Regions from separate parts of the Anas platyrhynchos genome. Here region 1 is linked to region 2. The links are chromatin contacts, called in public Hi-C maps. All regions are on one chromosome and are shown on one strand. The core of a region is the stretch at or near the end of the contact, and the rest is flanking DNA. Distances in the headings are between cores, read along the strand shown. Region 1 overlaps POLR1A (RNA polymerase I subunit A). Region 2 holds the start of LOC113843585 (a long non-coding RNA gene).

Region 1 (7,030 bases), core at 3,261-5,760, 81 kb before region 2:
TTGAGTTCTCTGTGCTGCTACTCAGTCAACCTTTGAAACTTCTCAGTTGTGATGTTTCCCCACCTTGTGAGCGTTGAGAACATTTTCTTAGGTGCTGGGGAGAATTGGTGTGGAAATGGCAAATGGTCATTTCATGCTGCCTGTTATCATACCCATGTCTAATAGAAGGGGATTTAAGATTTAAGATTGAGCATTTCTGTGATGTCTCTTCTTTCAGAACCTATCACAGGGATAAAAGTGATAAGTTACAATGCTCTTGCAAGTTCTGTGTTGCTTCTGTTTCCTGGATGAGCCTGAAGCCTTTTAAGAAGAGTTTTGGTTTTTTTTCAGACGAGAAGAACCCATGCACTCCTGGCTTCCAGCCTAGGTGGCTGTTAAGTAAAAGTGGTGGTTGAGCTTTCACCTTTGAAAGCCATCCTCTCTCCTCAGGGTTCATCAGTGCAAACAGTATGTGCAGACCTCTGACAGAGGTTGATATCCAAGACAGAGTAAAAAAAGCTGCTTTTGGTCAGTTCTGACTCAAATGCATGTAGGAAGATCATTAAATGGAGCAGTAAATTGGTGGACAGCTCAGTACTCACTTTTTTCTTCTCTTACCTGAATTTCTGTAAAGAGTCCCTCTTTTAGTGTATATTTTTTGGGCTGAGAATAATCCTTCAGGGCCACACAGAATCCTACATGTGGTAAATACACAGTGAAGGGAAACAGGCTTCTGGAGGGCCTCCAAACATCAGGGCTCAGGCATTTAAGTTTTGGCTCCAATTCTGAACTTTGTGGGGATTTCTGGATAAAGCATTACATAAAGTCAATCTAAAGTTTCCTTACTTGCAAGGAACAAATGATCTCCCCCTTAAGTTACACGCCGTTCTGAGGCCCCAGACTGTTGCAGTGGGATCAGCGAGGATGCCACCCGGTCTTCTTGAATACAAGGTGGTGCTTGAGGCTCACAAAGTGTTGGTGTGATGCGTGAGAGCTTGAGTGGAAGTCATTAATTCCTTGGGTGATTACTGCACCAGACTGCAAAGCTGCATCCGTCACAGATGCAGGGTTCTGTGGCTTTAGGGTTGTCAGTCCTGCTCAGTAAGAACTTCAAAATTTCACCTTGGCTTTTTTTTTTACTGGGATGACCTGCTAAACAAACATGAAAATTGAGCTCACTGATGAAATAGATGCTGAAGACTCCCCCAAACCAGGCTATGAACACATCGTGTAATGTTAAGCACAGCATGTTTAAGCTCTATTTGCTCCTAACTCTGGAAACAGCAGCATGCCTGCCGAAATCTTCATATACTCAATTAAGCACTGAGTATTTACACTGTACAAACAGGTTATCTTGAGCTGTTGACGATCACTTTGATGGATCTGTAATAGTGTCTATATACTGACAAATTAAAGTGAGATTATTTTGAGAGGCTGTGTTCTAGATGAGAGTTTGTTGTATGACCTCCACCCTGTGCTTTATTCAAACATGAAGTTAGAACTCAGAGCTCCTTGGCCTCTTCTCCAGCTACCTGGTCATATTACCTTACTCCAAGCTGTCCAGCACTGGCTTTATGGTGACAGGAATTATCAATTTGGCTTTGGGCAAATTCGGTTTATTTTCTCACTTACAAATAACAGAATTTCCCTTTTTCATTCTTCGATGCGTGTATTGCCAGGGGAGAGGAGAGCCTGGCAGGGTGTGGCTCGCACGCTGCTACCTTGGTTTGATTGCTGTGGTTTGTGGGTGTTAATGGAGCACAGAGCAGGCTTAGGCTGTGGTTTGGTAGAGAGCAGAGAGCTTTAGGAGTAAGTAGTCTTGATTGATTCTCTTAAACCTTTTGCACGGAATGTTAATACCAGGAAGAAACTGCTTTGAATGCGTGTGTGCTTTAAGATCCATTCTTTCCAGAGGCACGCATGGAAATGTTTTATAGACATCAACTGAAATTCTCTTGCAGGTTTGTCGTCACATTAAAACAGGAGATGTGCTTCTACTGAACCGCCAGCCCACTCTTCACAGACCCTCCATCCAAGCTCACCGGGCCAGAATCCTGCCTGGAGAAAAAGTGCTGAGGCTTCACTACGCCAACTGCAAGGCTTACAATGCTGATTTTGACGGTGACGAAATGAATGCCCATTTTCCACAAAGCGAGCTGGGTAGAGCAGAGGCCTACACTTTGGCCTTCACTGATGAACAGTATCTAGTTCCAAAGGTAAATAAAGCTGTCAGATAAACTTCCTTCATGAAATCACATTGTTTAATTTTTTTTTTGCCAGCTGTGCTCAGCAGATTTTTGTTGTTCAGGCATTGTTACTTGCTTCTTATCTCCCCAAACTGAGTTGTGATGTGCCCTCTCTAAAAGAGAGAGAACATCTAAACAATCTTGTTCCTTTTAATTGGTGATGCCTAGGAGAGATTTAGAAGACAGCTGTACTGTGATGAAGCCTTCTTAAGAAGGAACTTTGATGCTTTTATCAAGCTAGACTAATTTGGGAAGCTGCAGGCACTTGCCCCCCACCAAGCCTTTTTTCTTCCAAATTTCTTTAGGATGGCAAACCACTTCCAGGACTGATCCAGGACCACATGATTTCTGGAGTCAGCATGACAACCCGGGGCTGCTTCTTCACGAGAGAGCAATACATGGAACTTGTTTACCGGGGCCTGACAGACAAAAAAGGAAGAATTAAAGTATTTCCTCCTGCCATTATGAAACCACAACGACTATGGACGGGAAAGCAGGTAGCTTATAATTTATTGGGTTAAAGAACACTGGTGGCTCCAAAGTAAGCAGAACACTACTGTTAAAATGAGTGCTGCTGGGGGCTGATGAAAAGCTGCATCCTGTTGTCTAAGCAAAACCATATCTGAACTAAACCATCCAGATCTTGATTGTATATTCTCACTAAGGCTGTAAGAGTCTTTTCATTTAAAATGACAGAATTAGCATAGTACTTTTACTTGTTGCTCTTATCAGTCTTGCACATAGAAACATAATGCTGCAATCATCAGAGCAGAGAAGGAATTTGTCAATCACAGTAAGCAGAGCTTGCTGAAAGTGGAAAGGTAAAGTTCCACCAGCTGCTGCTTTTAAACCTCTGAACTTAAAGGTTTTAGGTAAATACTCTAGTATTTGAATTTTTGGTTGAGATTGTCATTATATTGATGTAGTATCTGAGAAGCCCAAGTGGATGGACAGTTATTTTTCCCATTAACAAGGAAATTAAAAAAAGCTCTGGTGCCATTTGTTTCAGAGTAATTGTGTCTTATTGCTCTTTCAGATGCTAGAGTTGCAAAAGCATATTCCTTTCTTGTAAACATCACACTTTTGATTTTTTAAAGGTTTGTTGTCAGTGAAAAATATATGTATAGATCGTTGGTTTCCTCCTATTTGCCAAATTCTTTACAGTGAGAAAGGAATACGGGAAATAAATAGTTCTTGCCATTCTTTCTGCTTCTTTGTAGGTTGTTTCTACGTTGCTAATAAACATCATTCCAGAAAATCACGTGCCACTGAATTTGACTGGAAAAGCTAAGATTGGTGGAAAAGCCTGGATAAAGGGACCTGCAAACAGATGTCTAAACCTTGATTCCATGTGTGAATCGCAGGTATGCTGGTGCTACACCTCTGGAGGCTGGGCTGGGATGCCTTTTAATCTAAATAGGTATGGAGTAGAGGAATGGGAAGGGAAACAGAATGATGATGAAATTAAAAACAGGCGTTGAAAGATACTGACAGAAGGTGGTAATCACAGGGTAGGGTTGAGTGTAAAGAAAAACTCTCTTCTAATCCTGCCTGATGCAGATTCCATCTAAGTACAGGTAAACAGGTAATATTGGTGAATGTGTTTAACTGTTCACCAATATGTGGGCTTTTAAAGCTTTTTACTTAAAGCCTTCTTTTCATGTGTCTTATTTACTCAGAAAAACCTGAAAAGGTCATCAAATTTTTTTCCTGAAGAGTTGTTTTCTTTTTCAGGTTATTATTAGAAATGGGGAATTACTTTGTGGCGTGTTGGACAAAGCTCACTTTGGCAGCTCTGCCTATGGCCTGGTCCACTGTTGCTATGAAATCTATGGGGGTGAAACGAGTGGGAAAGTGCTAACGTGTCTGGGACGCCTCTTCACTGCTTATCTGCAGCTCTACAGGGGATTTACAATGGGTGAGTAACACAAGGACTAATTCACCAGGGCACTGCAGCACCTCACGAGGTATAAAACAGACAGTGTTGGGTAGAATACATGCCAAGAGTTCTGTAAATAAACTTCCACAAGACAGTGTCCTTGACTGGGATCGCTGTTTGCCGACTTTTTTTTCCCCCTCACTCCTGTTTTTTACATAGCTGGCCTTTTAAGCATGAGGAGAAAGTATAATCGTAAAGATGTCCATTAAATTCTCTCATCTGTCCTGCCTGATCAAAGTGTGAAGAGTGTAAATGTCTCGTGTTTAAATTTCATATTGACAAAACTTCCTATGAAGCTCCATTTTTTTTTACTTCTCTGAAAAGAATGATTGCACAGAAACCATAACAACTGATAAGTGAGAAGGGAGGACTTCGAGGGGTTATTACTCAAGTCTAGCATACCTCATTCTACTGTAAAACTTTTGGTAAATATTTGACTTTCATTACGGCTTTGCAAACTCATGCAAAAATGCACTTGGCAGTCAATAAAAAATTGACCCTTACTCTGCTTCCTCTTCTTGCAGTAGTTAAAATATTTCAAATGACCGCGTAGAGCTTTGCAAGATGTTCTTATGCTAATGAAAAATTTATGGTATGTAGCATCAGGAGAGTTTAAATTCACTTGTGAAGGCACAACATAATCATTTGGAGTTATGTAGAGCAGTAGTAAGCTTTGACAGCAGCGAGGAAACAACAGTCTTCTGTGAAACAGAGAAAAGTGGGAGATCTGTTGAAGTAAGACGATTAATTGCCTCTAAGATACAGAAAATATATCTTGAAAGCAAGGGCACAAAAGCTCACTTGACAGAGATAATGAGCAAAGAGCCTGGGATCATTAGATTTTTAAAACATCAGAAAAAGGGAAATGGAACTGGAGCAGGAGCCTAGTGTTTGGTGAAGATGAGATGATTTAGCACTGAACAAAATGAGTCTTAGAGATGAGATTAATGAGGTTCAGAAGGAGTCGAGGAAGAAGAGACAAGTTCATAATGGGAAGAAGAGAGCAAGGACTGGACAGTGAAGGGACATGTAATGGGACCGTTAAGCTCCTTTGCATTATAAACCTCAGTACGAAAGAGTCCCACTGGTCCCCACAGAAATGCTGAACGTGTAGAGTGTTGGAATAATTTGGTCTGGGAGAGGGACTCGTGGAGGTGATGTAATGCAGCTCTCTGCTCAAAGCAAGTCCTGCCAGGTGAGCTTGTGCAGGGCTGTGTCCAGTCAAGTGAGTATCTTCAGGGATGGCAGTTCTACAATCTCTCTTGGCCAGCATTTGATCTTGGATACTGTGATTTTTTTTCCCCTCTTGAAGAAATTTTTATTTCCGTCTATCTTTAAAAGCCAGACAAATGTGTCTCTTTCAGTCTGTCCTCATCCATCATGTGTTTTATCCCTTTTAGTGACCATTTTTGGTGACTTCTGAAGGAAGTGGTGAATACATTCACAATTGTTTCTCTGTTTGGATCATGATGTGGTCTGTCTGTCTTCTTTAACAGGGATTGAAGATATCTTGGTTAAACCTGAAGCAGATCAGAAGAGACAAAAAATCATTGAAAAATCAAACCAGCATGGTATTGAAGTAAGTCGTTTTTGCAGAGCTTTTTTTTCATAATAATTAAAAAAAAAAAAAATTAGAAAATCCGCCCTATGTAATCATGTCTGCTTGGCACTTAAAAAATCCCTTGTTTTATTTTCAGGCTGTTAGAGCTGCTCTTAATTTGCCAGAAGCAACGTCATGTGAGGAGGTCCAAGGGAAATGGCAGGATGCCCATCTCTGCAAAGACCAGAGGGATTTTAACATGGTTGATCTGAAATTCAAGGAGGAAGTAAACAATTACAACAATGAAGTTAACAAGGTTGGCATCGAGGCATCTGTATATACTAATCTTGTTTGGAAAGTTAATTTCATGTTGATGAGGGGTGCCTGACTGTTCTGGAGGCTGGAGCTTTCCATTTGTCCCCAGCTTAGGCTTCAGATACTGCCTTGCCAGTACCTCACCCTCATCCTCCCTGAATAAGATGGCTTAATATTCAAGATGCTTTTAAGATTATAAATAGGAATGCCTGTGATTTGTCCTGGTTTTACTTCTTAAAGCCTTTGACAGGAATTGCTTTGGTTCATTGTTTTATTACTAATAGTTTTGTTCTGTTCCCCTCACCGCTATTCCAACTCTTTAGGTTTGTATGCCCCTTGGTCTGCACAGGAGCTTTCCGGAGAACAATTTGCAATTGATGGTACAGTCAGGAGCCAAAGGATCCACTGTAAATACAGTACAGGTAATGACAGTTATAATTACTGAGCAGCTATGAATATTGAAGTAATTTGTCCAAGAGTGCAAGTTATTGAGTAGGTCTTGTATGATTCTCTAATTGCAATGCAAGTTTTTTATTGTGGGCTTTGGGAATACAAGTTTTTGCATGGAAAAGTTTGGGAAGAATATAATAAAGACCTCAGCAGATAATTTTACCTTTTTTTTTTTTTTTCTTTCCAGCAGTTCTTAGTGCATTAAGGATTCATAGAAACTGCAGGCCTTCTTGTTGGAAGGAATGCTGCAGATAATACAAACAAACCTCCTGCAGGAGAAAGAATTTTCCCTGGCTCTTGCTGGAGACTGACCCCTCAGTTTCCTTCTTCCACTGCTGTAGGAACAACAAAATCTTACTTTGAATTTAGTGGAAATGGCAACAATGCTTTTTCATTTTGCCTTCTGCAATGCAGACAAAACACCAAACACTCTGTAGAAAAGGGCTATCTAAAGTACCAAAGGTTAAGAGGGTTTTTTTGCTTTTTTTTTTGTTGCTGTTGTTCTGTTTTTAATGAAATGCTGGGAGGTCGTAAGGGTAACAAAGAGAACTAATTATTTAA
Region 2 (6,806 bases), core at 601-3,100:
CTGAGGTTTTGCTAAGCTCGCCAGGTGCCTGCCTGTTCCAGCTGGCTGGCCTTTTTCTGCTCGCCCAAGCACTTGTGCTTCACCTCTTCGTACTTTAACAAAAAATAAATAATCTTAACCAAAACCCTGCCACCTCGCTTGTTCCAGCCTATGACCTCCTGGAACTGGAGCAGCTTCTCTGCTCAGGTGCCGCGCTCCTGCCCAGGATCATCTGCCTGCTTCGTTCATTCTCCCTCCCTGCTTCTCTTGTGCTCAGGCCAAAACCAACTTGTTCCTGACCCCTGACCTACGCCTTTGTGGAGAACAAAGCCTTTCTGTTCAGTGCAGCCGCTCCTACTCCTTTCTCCTGTCCCCAGAGCTCAGCACCCTCGGTATGCGGCTGGGTGCTCGAGCCGCTTGTTGCGAGGGGCTGCCAAGGGCCAGCACGAAGGTGATGGGAAAAAGGTGAAGGTTTTTCTTCAGGAAAAACCCTTTTAATCTTCCTGTACAAGGAAAGCTAGAAAGCAGACAGCGCGTGGTTTCCCTAGCCCCTTACTTCCCTCTCCTGCTGTGCGTAAACGTATTTGCTATAGCCCAAGGAAGCCTTGAGTATGGAAGCCAGAGTATGGAAGCAATGGCAGGGTAAGAGGGGAGCACGAAACAAGGCTCCCTGTGAGCCTCTCCTTTTCTCCAGCCTGGTTCTGCCTGGTCCCAGCTAAACCAGGCACACAGCACACCTCGCATGGGGTGCAGCCCTTTCCTCCCCACCACCGCGGCGTGAGCTGGGGAAGGGATGCGAGGACCTGGGCAGATCCCACAGACCGACTGCGGAGGGGTTCTTAAGAGCTGGGCTGTTGCTTCCAGCTTTTCCCTATATGTTGTCATCAGTTCTACCTCCTCTTTTTTTTTTTAAATTCTTCCATATTTTAATTTTTATTTTCCCCTGCTATTTTCCTCTTCCTGTCCCCAGATGGATGCCCCGTGGGGTTGCGGTGTCTCCCTGCCGTCTTTGCCAGGCTCAGCAGCTCTTCTGCAGAGGACCGCGGATGCTGGTGAGGGTGCTGGCAGATTTTGGGTGCTCACCTCTTTGTACCCATGAGGGAAGAGCAGGATCTGGGTCCAGAGCAGCTTTCGGGACCTCTCTGTGCTGCTCTATCCTGGAGGGAAGTTTGCATGTTGGAGTGGTAACTTATCGCCTATCCTGCTATGCAAAGTCTGGAAAGAAGGGCTGGTTTGTGCCGACGGTATCGAGATTACCACGAGCAGGTCTGGTTTCAGGCCTGGGTGAAGGGGGGTTATTTTTAAGCAGGTTCTTTCCTCTTCATAGAGGCAGCTAACTAGGACAGGTTGCAGCTTATTTCAAAACCCCAAGGGGTTTTCCTCTGCGAGGTCACGAGTCTCTGAACCCTGTGACTATTTCTCTGGTCTGAATTTATCCTCCTTGATTTCTAACCTGACTTTTCCCTCTGAGGGGACTGTCCCTTGTGTTACCAGCCAGAAATTCATTCTGGTGTGTCCCTGGGCCTGGCTGCTGCTCTGGATGGATGGATGGATGGCAGTGGCTCAGGAAGATGTTTATAGGGTTTCACTGCTTCTTCTGCCGTAGCACCATTAAGGTTGGAAAATCCCTCCAGGATCATCTGGTCCAATCACCCCCTACCACCACCATCACCCACTAACCCACGTCCAACCTTGAACACCCCATGAGGTGGTCACGAGCCGTGTAAAGGCTCACGCTCAGGCTGGATTAGGAATTTCGGTGCTTTGAAACACCTGGGTACCAGGGAGATGCGCCCAAGCCCTACAGCAGCCCTGGGAGGGCTGAGCCTGAGGGCAGCATTTCTGGTTTGCAGAGGGTTGGAGATGAGAAGCGGGCTCGTAGCCCCATCTAGTGCTCGGAGAGAGCCCTGCTGCCAGCCGGGATGTGCACAGGCTTGGACCAGCCCCTCCTCCAGCTGCACCGCACCGCTAAAAGGGTCAAAACCCCCAAAAATCCTTCACCGCTAACGCAACACGCCTGTGCTGGGTGCCAGAAGTCAACCCTGAAGTGAGGGCTGCAGGGATGAGCAGTTTTCCTCCGGCAAGTGGAGCTGGAAATACTTGCATCCCATCACTGAGTGTTAATTATAGGCAGCTATTGATGAGCCAGCAGCTGTTAAATAGGCTGCGAGCTGACGTGGCAAGTGTCACCCTAATCCCTGGCTAGTGCTCTCCCAGAACTGCAAAAATGCCTTTCAGATTAATTAATTAATTAATTAACTTATTTATTTATTTTATTGTATGCTCAGTTTTGCATCTGCCTAGGATTAAACACAGCAAAGCCAGTACCTAATAATATTTCTAAATCCCCTTTCCTCGGACTCGAAGCCATAGGTGGCGAGGGAATTCTTCCCTGTGACACGCAGAAGGAGGCAGAGGTGGTGCCGGGAGGATTTCACGGGGGGTTTGGTGGAGGTGTGGGGTTTGAGTTCACAGAGGAAAATCTCTGGGGAAGTCCCAGTGTTTGGTTGGGGACCTAGATGAGCTCCTCGTCTGCTTTGCCTGAGGAAAAAAGGAGGGCTGGAGGCTGTTCTCCTACCATTCACTGGGCAGTGGGGTTTTATATCATTTGAAAGAATTTTCTCTGTATTTTTTTTCCCTTCCAGCATGATGATTTGGATGAGAAGACCAGTGGCATCCTGGCCTGTATCAGGAATAGTGCAGCCAGCAGGACCTGGGGGTGCTCATCCCCCTGTGCTCGGTTCTGGTGAGGCCGCACCTCAGTGCTGTGCTCAGCTTTGGGCCCCTCAGTACCAGAAGGACATCGAGGCCCTGGAGCGTGTCCAGAGCAGGGCTATGGAGCTGGTGAAGGGCCTGGGACACAAGTCCTGTGAGGAGCAGCTGTGGGAACTGGGGTTTAATCTGGAGAAGAGGAAGCTCAAGGCAGACCTTATTGCTCTCTGCAACTGACTGAAAGGAGGTTGTAGGGAGCTGGGGGTCAGCCTCTTCTCACAGGTAACCAGTGATAGGACTGAGGGAATGGCCTCAAGTTGTGCCAGGGAAGGTTCAGGTTGGAAATGAGGAGACATTTCTGTCAGAAAGAGCAGTCAGGTGTTGGGACGGGTTGCCCAGGGAGGTGGTGGCGTCACCGTCCCTGGGGGTGTTCAAGGAGAGGTTGGGCCTGGTGCCTGGGGACATGGTTTGGTGGTGACATTGGTGGTAGGGGGGTGGTTGGAGCAGATGATCCTGGGGGTCTTTTCCAACCTTAATGATTCTATAAGTGGAAGAATTCATGAGAGACAGCAGTTTTATGACAGATCTTCATTTCTCTGGCCATGGAAACGTATGCAGGACCGCTGATGCCCCCTCCTGCAGCCTCCATGGACATTCAGGCAGTTGTTCACAATTCCCAGAGATCTGTGAAGAGCAGGAATCCTCTGGACCTGAGACAAGCTGAGGTTTATCTGCATGGGCAGCTGTGCTGGAGGGGATTTTATAGAGCAGTAAAACACTCCTGCACATGGTGGCTTCCCACAGGTATGGTGTTGCAGGACAGAAAGTGTCATGCCAAAACCAGTCCTCTCCAAACCAGGCCTCTCCATCCCACCAGAGGGACTTGGAGGGCAATCAAAACTCTGAGACACCCAAAAGCAGGGGTACATGAATGAACACAGACCAGTGGGTCCTGAGAAGACCAGAAGGTCAGTGAGAGGGGGAGTAATTCCTTTCTTCCTTCTGCATAACCCCAGACACAAACAGCATCCTGGGGCGTTCAGGTTCATCTCAAGTAGATTTTTCTAACATGAGATTAGAGAAGGGTTCGCCTGGATTGTGCAGGGAGGCCATGAGGTCTTAATCCTCAAATTCCTTGACAGGAGTGGGAGCAGCTCCAGCAGGGATGGCTTCAGCTGTAGCTGATCCCACCGTGGGCATGGGTTTAGGTGCCCTGTGGGGAGGGAGGGAGCGTCCTTTCCAGCCCCCCTCTCTCTGCCCTTTCAGCTCGAAGCATGATATTATGTGCCGATGCTGAGCTTGCAGTTACTCACCCTTCCTCCTCAAGGATTTTCAGCTCTGCTTACACAATGTGCTGTGAAAAAGGAAAATGCAGCCATAAAGCTGGGGACAGGCTCCCCCCTGGAGTCAAACAGGGATGCTGGGGGCAGAGGGGAGGGAATGAAAGGCTCTTGATTCAGAAGGAGCTGTGTGTCAAACCCCACCCTGACCAAAATTAGAGCCCTAAATTTTAGAGCCCTAACCTGCTCTAAAATTCCCAGCCTTGGAGAAAGCAGCTTACCAGCTTGCAGAGGCCGGTATTTCACTGGAGATCCATCTCCAGGTATGTTTGAGCACCAGGTCTTGGATTTCTCTTCTTTTTGTGTTGGTGATTGGGAATGTCAGCTGAGGGGAGGAGACCTGGGGACAAAAGCAGGTTCCACATTGTGCAAACTCACCAGAAATAAGGATGGGTTGATAGCGACTGCCCCATCTGATGTCCCTGGAGAATCTCTTGCTTGTGTTGGAAGGACCACTGCTTTTCCCCTACCTCAAATTTTCTGATTGCTGTCTTATTTCCCCATTTAATACGGGAGAGAAGAGAGTTAAAACATAGTTGGTTGAAGCATGGGACTGCAAAACTCGAGTGTTTTTCCCAAGCTGCTTATCTCTGACCCTCAGCCCAGTCCTTGGCTATAAAGGGATTATGTGCATACCACTCCTGGGTTTGTTTTGGGACGCACTTGGAAGCGGGACCCCATGTTATTCCTTCTTGGCATCTCATGAGCCTGCTGTGCTGTAAGCTCCTAGGGGATGGTGCCTGTCCCTGCTCTAGCACTTGTGACAGTCGGGTCTCTCTCCCACACTCGATTATGAACTAGTTTTCGGCTGGTGACAGCAGTCCAATGACACCTTTTGTGCCCTTGCTCCAGCTGGCATTGCTTGGCGGTCTCACCCTTTTAACCCAAAGCTGATTCCTGAGCATATATAGGCTGGCCAGGGTTAGTTGCCAGTTTAATGCAGTTCCCCGTGAGCAATTCACTTCTGCAGCCTGGATTCCCACCCTTCTCCCTCCAAACAGCTCTTCAGAGCAGGGTTTTGCTGTCATTTCCTTCTGTGGCCCCCGAAAAGAGAGAACTGCCATAAAACGATCACACCTGGTAGCACAGCAACCTCCTGAGGTACCCGTGAGGAGATCCTGATGTTGGGCCCAGCAGATGGCAGCCGTCAACGTGCAGAGCTCCAAATAAAACACGTCCCCGTGTGGCTTTTGGTTCTCTGACGGAGATGTTTCCCAGCGCGATGCTGCCCCGAAATGTGAGAGCCAGGAGCACATCGTGAAGCGTCAAGGCTGGAAATGCTGAGTGCAGCACACACACCTGGAGAGGGTTGTTCTGGCTCAATGAGAAGTAAATGTTGCCCAATTTGTCTTATCAAAGGGCTGGATGAAAGGAAGAGGGGAGTTAACAGCAGCTGAAACCCCAAGCCAGCGGTGTGCCCCAAAGCCTGCGGCCATCCCTCGTGCTGCCAGCCTGCGGGGAAGGCAGTATGGACGTGTGGGGTTTTGTTGTGCAGCACCCTGGCTATCCCTGAGAGCCTTTGGGATGGAGGGAGCTTTTATCAGGTCGAATTTTGCTTTTGCACGGTTTCCATCTCACTGCGAGGGCATTTGAGATGGGGAAGAGGGGACGAGGCCTGTGCCTGGCTTCCCCTTGGTTCTTGCACAAGCTGCTGCCGCTTTGAATGACAAATGAATTTCTTGCTTGTGTGTTTTGCCCCTTTTCTTTCTTTTTTCTTTCTTCTTCAGCAGGAACAAAGATTTTTTGAAGAATCTTTTTTTTTTTTTTTTTTTTTTTTTCCTGAAGGAACAAAGGCTCTGCAGCCTGACCTCTGCCTGTTGGCCCCGCAAGTAGCTCCTGGCCAATTCCAAACAAACGTTACAGATGGGGAGAGCTGTGAAAGGGATTACAAGTTCATAAACAATGTAAAAACCTGTGCCTGGACGGGGGAAGAGAAGGGTAGGTCATTTCCTACCCTGTTTTGGCCAGCTGGCTCTGGCTGCAGTAGGGGCTGGGAATCCAGGCTTGCTCAACTGTGCTGCTCACTGAGCTTCTAACTCTTATTTATTTTTTTTTAGGAGGGACTTTAGAGATCCAGAAGCATGGTCCAGGACATTTTTTTTTTTCATTTTGTTTGGAAAGGGTAGGCTTGAAATTACACCAGGAAGCCTTTACAGGTAGGAGTTTTGTTTTCACACAGGGGAACAGGTAGATTTGATGGATTCCTTGCTAGGGATGAGCAGGGGATTGCATTGGGGGTCAGGAAACACAGGCAGCCTCATCAGCAGGTTGGGCTGGAAGGGGCTGGAAGGACCACACTCACCTTCTGGTGCCCTTCACGTTGTGTTTGCAGAAGTGCTTGGATGCTCTTGCTGCTGTGACTTTGCAGCTTGAGCTGCTGCTCCTTCAAAGCCTTTTCAAACCGATGTGAAAAAGGCACTCCTACTGACAGTCACACTCTCCTTGAAATGCCTCATTTATGGGTTTTCTTCCCGTAGACAGGGATATAAATCAAAAGTGACAAGCAGAGTGCACGGAACAAGCTACTTCAGCGCCCGTGTTGGGGGGGAACCTCATAAAGTCCTCAGCAGCAGCCAGGAGATCCCAGGTTTGGCTGCGAGACCTCAGCCCATAAAAGTTCCTGGGAGAGCTCGTGTGTTTTTCCCCCCCGAGTGAGAGGAAACCTTATTCTCTGTCTCGTTTGCTGCTTCTACCCATGCCAGATTTCCCCGTGCAAATGTGTTCCTTTTCCTTCACACCCTAGGATATACTTTTCATTGATTGTCACCCAGCTCT

Evidence for each region. A called contact is a pair of places that touch in the nucleus more often than the background predicts.
Region 1: a Hi-C map of skeletal muscle shows a contact between it and region 2, with 2.6 times the contacts expected there. The contact joins two enhancer-like sites. A contact is called at or near these places in 6 of 8 Hi-C or Micro-C datasets (F1 follicle, F5 follicle, liver and 2 more).

The regions. Positions count from the first base shown.
Region 1 is chr4:73,733,056-73,740,085 of IASCAAS_PekinDuck_T2T, reverse strand. POLR1A (RNA polymerase I subunit A) reads left to right here. Exons shown (of 34, transcript XM_027455734.3): 13 at 1,941-2,195; 14 at 2,531-2,722; 15 at 3,446-3,589; 16 at 3,960-4,143; 17 at 5,661-5,743; 18 at 5,862-6,020; 19 at 6,343-6,441. Among named protein-coding and RNA genes, the nearest start is that of POLR1A, 13 kb to the left of the region's middle. Within about 2 kb of position 4,510, at least 4 of the 8 cell types and tissues checked have an H3K27ac peak or open chromatin away from gene starts, as enhancers often do. A contact at or near this core is called in F1 follicle, where this site is marked.
Region 2 is chr4:73,649,250-73,656,055 of IASCAAS_PekinDuck_T2T, reverse strand. LOC113843585 (a long non-coding RNA gene) reads left to right here and starts at 5,823. Exons shown (of 4, transcript XR_005265511.2): 1 at 5,823-5,969; 2 at 6,089-6,187. Within about 2 kb of position 1,850, at least 1 of the 8 cell types and tissues checked has an H3K27ac peak or open chromatin away from gene starts, as enhancers often do. A contact at or near this core is called in F1 follicle, where this site is marked.